Regions from separate parts of the Mus musculus genome. Here region 2 is linked to region 1. Evidence: chromatin contacts called from public HiChIP or PLAC-seq data. All regions are on one chromosome and are shown on one strand. Each heading gives the region's core, a stretch centred on a gene start, on an enhancer-like site or on the middle of the called end of the contact. The rest is flanking DNA. Distances are from core to core; before and after follow the strand shown. Region 1 has its middle 50 kb from the start of Gm46260. Region 2 overlaps Gm46261 (a long non-coding RNA gene).

The links. HiChIP or PLAC-seq counts read pairs in DNA pulled down with a chosen protein or histone mark.
Region 2: a contact with region 1 is called in an H3K27ac HiChIP or PLAC-seq map of SST interneurons, with 5 times the contacts expected there. The contact joins two enhancer-like sites. A contact is called at or near these places in 4 of 484 Hi-C or Micro-C datasets (cortical neurons and neurons) and 1 of 115 datasets of contacts at active chromatin or transcription factors (SST interneurons).

The regions. Positions count from the first base shown.
Region 1 is chr11:56,167,843-56,171,193 of GRCm38.p6, forward strand. No RefSeq gene overlaps it. Among named protein-coding and RNA genes, the nearest start is that of Gm46260, 50 kb to the left of the region's middle. Within about 2 kb of position 1,964, at least 23 of the 459 cell types and tissues checked have an H3K27ac peak or open chromatin away from gene starts, as enhancers often do. A contact at or near this core is called in SST interneurons, where this site is marked.
Region 2 is chr11:56,632,101-56,635,457 of GRCm38.p6, forward strand. The region is part of intron 5 of Gm46261 (a long non-coding RNA gene); the gene reads right to left. Among named protein-coding and RNA genes, the nearest start is that of Gm32649, 10 kb to the left of the region's middle. Within about 2 kb of position 1,526, at least 1 of the 459 cell types and tissues checked has an H3K27ac peak or open chromatin away from gene starts, as enhancers often do. A contact at or near this core is called in SST interneurons, where this site is marked.

The sequences.
Region 1 (3,351 bases), core at 714-3,213:
CTCTGCTCTATTTTTGCATGGAAAACGAGTGAATTTAGGCTAAGGGATGTCAAGTGTCACAAGTCTCTGCTTAATGATGCAGAGTTTGCAAGAAATGGAGCTGAGCTTTGACCCCCTGGCTAAGAATGGGTACTTCTGCATCTGGGCTATGAGTGTTAGCAATTGATGCCATCTAACTTCAACAAAAGTGAATATAACTGAGCTTTCTGCTGCCATAATTCTTGTATTGTATATTAATCACCTGCCTGTCCATTTGTGAGGTGGAGTTGTTCCATTTCCTCATCTCTGTATGTGAGGAGGGTTCCAGTGAATGATGGAGGAATTGTGCTCCTCCACAGAAATTTACAATGTTTGAAGCGCATTTTGCTCACGTTCGTCTCTTTATAGAGGAAGGAGAAGTCACCTTTAATTGAGCTTTTTTTGGTGACCTGGTAATAACACCAGATCTGAGGCTATTCTCTTTTGACTGTGTTCACACGCAGATTCATGTCAGGTGATGTGAATGCCCAGTTCAGGACCTAAGGATCCGTCCTGACTTACTGCTGTGGGCAAAGGTTGGTTTTCAGAGTGAATCAAAGCTTCCTTCCTTGGCGGGTAGCTTAGATTGTGTTACAGAAATGGTCTGAGGATGTACTAAGCAATTCTGTAATGTTTGGAACCGGAAATCCAGTGCAGATGGGCCTTTTTTTTAAAGAAAATGTTAAAAAAAGGAGGTAATTTTGACTGTAAATGTCATTATGAAGCTCACTGCTTTGTATAATGAATATAGACTAATAATTTTTTTAAAGATTTATTTTTGGGGACTGGAGAGGTTGCTTATCTTTCAAGAACACTGGAAGCTTTCATAAAGCATATGGGTTTGTTTCCCAGCATGCATGGGGGAGCTCACAACTGTCTATAGCTCTAGCTCCAGGGGATACAATGTTCTTTTCTGGTCTTCATGGACACGTATGTGTGCTTGGTCCTCATACATAAACTCAGGTCCCCATACTCCTTTCAAAGAAGATTTAACTTTTTATTGTGTGCGTGTGTGTGTGTGTGTGTGTGTGTGTGTGTGTGTGTGTGACTGAATGGTACTTGCAGAGGTCAGAAGACAGCATCCATATGATACTCTGGAATTAGAATTAGAGGTAGCTGTGAGCCACTTGATATGAGTACTGGGAACAGAACTTGGGTGCTCTGCAACAGCAGTGGGCAGTCCTATATGCTGGGCCATCTCTCTAGACCCTGGTAAAACATTAAAATAAAGAGATGCTTTATAAAACCCAAAGGAGAAGCCAATCCCATCATAAAGTGGAAGAAGCTGAAGGGAGGGGATGGGGTCTCATTGACCCCCGTGGATCTAAGGTTCTGGGGTAGAATGTTGGCGCTGTCCATTTTTGGTTTCATAATAGGATGCATGATTGCATTCAAAGTACAGACACTGTGGTTTCTGATATTATTTTTGTCCCTGCTGAGATCAGAAAAAACAGTGATTTTCACTAAAAGCCCAACAACAGTTCTCTCCTCTACAACTCTAAGCCTCACCAATGGCAGTTCCTAGGTATTTTTCTCTCTCCTCTCTGCACTGACACTCTAATCATGATGATGGTAGTTTAAATAAAGCAGTAATAACGACTCACAAGAAGCTCTCAGTCCCCGGACTAGAAGAAAAGATGCCGCATTTGGGACTCTTAGGGTCTAACAAGGATGATTTTCTTGCTGTTGACTTATATGAAAGAGCTTATTGAGTAGGTTGGTGACAGCTCAGAGGAAACTGAAATGTATGTGAACAGTGGAGTCGACATCTGAGAACGCCCCTGTGTTGTTCACTGGAGGCAAGAAACATAGACTGCAGATTGTAGCAACTGCTAGACAAAGGGTGCTTACCAATATTGCTGGGCGAGCCTAGCACACACTGCTGTGGGCGAGCAAGGAGAGCTGGCTCGGACCTGGAGAGAACCCAAGTATCAGCGAGCAGCCATCTGGAGGATTCAGGCCTTCACAATGTGGCAATCAGATTCTCTTAAGAACTGATTGCTGGGCTTGTTAACTGGGAGGAACTGCGAGCAGTGTGTCTAATCATGGCCCGAGAACAACTTCTAGTAAATACGGACTTAGGAAGGAAAAACACTGAAGGCATCAATCTGCATCTATTGTGTCCGAAAAGGTCAGCGGCTCACTCCTTCCTTCCTGAGCTCTACAGCCCTCAGCCCTCGCCAGTGTCTACCTTCTGCTTTCCATAGCTAATTCCTGCTCTTTGGATCCTGTTTGCAGAGGGATACCAGTGGCTTAGAGAGCAGGGAAGGGTAATGGGATGTGTACCTTGGAGCTGGCTGTAATTAGTGCTTATGTTTGGGGAAGCACGGCATCCCTGGATGAGGAGTTACTGTAATTCAGGTGACAGACTGAGAAATATTCCCAGCTCATTTTTAAAGCATGGCACAGCTAAGGAGAATGAACATAATATCCCTCAAGTCAGGTTACAGGACAAACTGGAGGCATCTGCTTATACTCATGATCCCAGGAGTCCTTGGGAGTAGATGAGGGATGAGGGATGAAGGATGAGGGATGAGGGATGAGGGATGAGGGATGAGGGATGAGGGTCTTTTGAAGTCATAGGTTTAGGACCTTGCTGGGCAGCAACAGAAGCTGAGAATTCTATCCCCAAAATGAAAATAGAGAACTAATAGGTATGTGGTACCTAAGGTTCTGGCCAAGAAATGTAGTAGATAGCTTCAAAGTCATATCGAATATTGCTCATTCTCTCTCTCTCTCTCTCTCTCTCTCTCTCTCTCTCTCTCTCTCTCTCTCCCTCTCTCTCTCCCTCCCTCTATCTCTTAAGAGACTACATAATGTTATTTACACATACATGGGCTTGAATTTTGAATTATCTCTGTAGCCATCCTTCTACTGACATCATTACTTGCTTCCCTCTCTCTTACAACCACCAACCACTCCAGCTCCAGGGGATCTGATGCCCTCTTTTGGCCTCCAAGGAAAACATGCACGCAGACTTATGAAATTAAAAATAAAAACTGAAAACAAGGAAGCATTTTATTCCCTAGTATTTCTTTCTGTAGTTTCTTATCCATTTTGTTTTCGTTTCCCAGATTCCAAGCACAGGAGGAAAACCTGTGGTATTTGTCTCTGCAGGTCTTGCTTATTTCATGTAGCATGAACCTTCAGTTCCATCCATTTTCCTGCTAATGAGAAAATTTCATTCTTCTTTGTGGCTGAGCAAAAAGTCCCCTGTGTCTATGTACCAAATCTGATCCCCACATTCTCTGATGAGCTCCAAAGGCTAATTTCATAGTTTAGCTATTGTGGATCGCTCTGTAATAAACATGGCCACTCTTTTACAGGGCAGAA
Region 2 (3,357 bases), core at 276-2,775, 460 kb after region 1:
CAGAAGATTGAGTTCAAATGGTTTAATTTAGAGAGCACTTTACAGAAAAATAAGGGAGGCAAAACACCTATTAGAGCTTGCCATGAAGAAATTATCTGTAAAACAGAATCCTTTACTGTTGATTTTAATATTTTTTTTCTGTGACTGTTATTAGTGGATTGTAATAATTCTTCCTGATGCTGTGAAGTTCAGTTGACTATCTCCTAGGTCATTATAACAGCCTATGTCAAGTGTGGGTCCTATTGTCAGTTCAATAATGGCTCTAACACAGGAACCAGGACCATCCATTCAACACCACTTGAGTGTTTTCCCTGTTCTGGCTGCCTTTCTCAGATGTGAGGCTCTGCACAGGCTGGCTCCCTTGGCTCTCCAGGAGCTTAAGTTCTCAGGAAGCCTGTCAACAGACCACCAATAAATAAAAGTGGCATGTAGTAGATGGTCTGGGTGAGCTAACCAGGTGGCTGAAGAAAGATAATCAGGGGTAGGAGAGACAGAGTAAGGCATGGGATCCAGAGAGTAAGTAATGGTCCTGGCAGATGAAAGAGGAGGAGCCATCTACACAGCTGTCAGAAACACACAGGTACCTATGCAAAGGAAAAACAGGGAAAGGAGAACAAATCCTCCGAAAGAATCATCTTGATGTTTATGATGCAGAGAGGACAGGGAAACTGAGCATGAGGGAACACGTGATCTTATGATGCCAAAGAAGACGATGAAGAGTTAGGGAGGGCTTTAATCCAGATAGGCTCCAAGCACACTGTTTACACCAAGTCGTATATCAGTACTTTTTAAAGCTCTAAGGATGGCTCCTCTTTTAATTCCTCTGTCTCTGTCTCTGTCTCTGTCTCTGTCTCTGTCTGTCTCTGTCTGTCTCTGTCTCTCTCTGTCTCTCTCTGTCTCTCTGTCTCTGTCTCTCTCTCTGTCTCTCTCTCTCTCTCTCTCTCTCTCTCTCTCTCTCTCTCTCTCTCTCTCTCTCTCTCAATCTGTGTGTGTGTGTGTGTGTGTGTGTGTGTGTAAGCCAGAAGTCAACCTCTAGTGGTGTTCCTTAGGAGCTGTTCAGCTTGTCTGTTTTGTTTGTTTGTTTGTTCGTTTTGAGGCAGGGTCTCAAAGAAAATATACAGAACTTGCTAATGCAGACTGGAGTTGCTGGTCTGCAAGCTCCAGAGACCTACCAGGCCTGCTATTCCAACTCTTGGATTAAAAACACATACCTTGCTCAGCTTTTTACATGGCTCCTAGCAACTGTAAGAACGTTGCCAACTGAGCTGTTTCCCCAGCCTGCCTAGTTTAGTTTGCTGTTGAATGCAATTTCACCTTGGTCATCCTTGCCTTGGACCCCTGGTGCTGGTTATTGCCTCATCTCTACTCATCTAATCACCTGAAGAGAGAAATGTCAGACAGACACACCCTTCCCCATCATGGACTTCTCACGATGGCATCCTTGTGGCACCCTGTGTGATAGCCCATTGGGGACTTACTTGGCCCTTGGCCCATACACTCTTTCTCCTCCTCAGCATTTGGGAAGTTGGCTCCACTGCTGGAGGGAGACATTTTAGGAGAGGTTTCCATGGAAACTCAAACTTTCTCTCCAGCTGCTCATGCAGTTTATCCCTATATTTTTAAATGCACATTTCTTTTTGATCAGCTTTTGGAATCTTGCTCCCGTTGGGATAACTAGCACAGAATGTCTAGGAATATAGCATTCCTCAATCTCCAGTGAATGGTGTGCTCACTGTGTTCCCATAGCTGACAGGGAAGAGCATCAAAGCTGTGCTGCAGTGATGAATTGTTTCTCAGATTCCTCCCCACTGGTCTTTCAGGTAATCAGCCTTCCATTCCCAGGTGGCCTTTAGCAGCATTGATGGGACATCAGGAATCTTAAGAATTTACTTTTCAATCTCTGCCTGCTATCAAACAGAGCCTTTCCTTGTGACTCTAACTTCTTTTTCTCCATCACCATAAAATCCAAGGCCAGCTGTACTCTCTTTTTTCTAATCCCTACAAGTTCAAGCCTTAATCCAACATTATTGTGTCTCTTTAGTCTTCTTACCTCATATACATATTTTGGTTTTTGTGCTTGAACTTGAATACAGGGCCTTATACACCATAGTCAAGTACTCTAGCACTGAGCTATATTTCCAGTTCTCAAATCCACCCCTATCATGTTTTCAGTAGCATGTATCAAAGCTGACCATTCTAGACCTTCAGAACTGTGTTAGCATCTTTATCATACTTCTCAAAATAATAATGAGATCATTGTCTTGACACTTATACGTTTATTGCCCATCTCTCTATTAAAACACAAACTCCCTAAGGAATTATGTCTTTTTAAACTTCTGCACCTCTTATATCCACTGCTGTTTATCTGAAACAATAAAAATTAAGTAGTTCTATTGAGGAAATGGCAATATTTGGTCTAGGGAATGAGGAGGAGTGAAATAGTGAAATGGGTTCAGCTTTGTGCATTTGTGGAGTGCAGCCTAATTTTTCTCTATGAAGACAAGAGCTCTGAAATGCTGGGAAGATAAATCTGCACTAGCCATTTGACAGGAGGTGGATCAAAGCAGAAACTTTCTGTGGGGACAACCTTCAGTGTCTTCTTAACAACTGAGCAGGAGGTACCCAGGACCATTAACATGGGCCCCAAGCCTCAATAGATAAGAAGGAGAGTAGCAGAATTTTTAGTTAATTTTCTGCTGCTGTGATGAAACCGTATGACCAAGGCAACTTACAGAAAGAAGAGATTGTTTTGGTTTATGACTCCAGGGTATCAGAGTCTATCATGGTTCAGAGACATGGCCATGGGATGTAGGCATGGTAACAGGAGCAGGAAAGCTGAGATCTTACATTTGGAACCATAAGCATGAAGCAGAGAGCAATTTGGAAGTGACAAAGCTTTAAACCCTTAACCCCACCTTCAGTGACATACTTCCTTTAGCAAGGCCACACCTCTTAATCCTTTTCAAACAGTTCCAGCAACTGGGGACCAAGCATTTAACCGCATGGACCTATGGAAACTATTCTCATTTAAACCGCCACACATGCCATCGACTGAAGACCAACCATTCAGATTTCTGAGAATAGGGCTGACGTTTCTCATATACACCAACACAGAAGAGCTGAAACTCTGAGTCCTCACCAAGGCCTATAGCGGCTTACTCCTGTCATGTCTCTAGCTACAACTGGCTCTCCACTCCCTCCTCTTCCTAGCTAGGACCATGTACCTGTCCCAGTAACCTCACACAGAACCTCTTGCCTTTATAGGATATTCCACCTTGCATTCTTCACTTGGTAACTTGGGTCTAAATGATGTATTTCTCAAACCTTATACTGGGATTCAGGTGAAACGAAGGCATA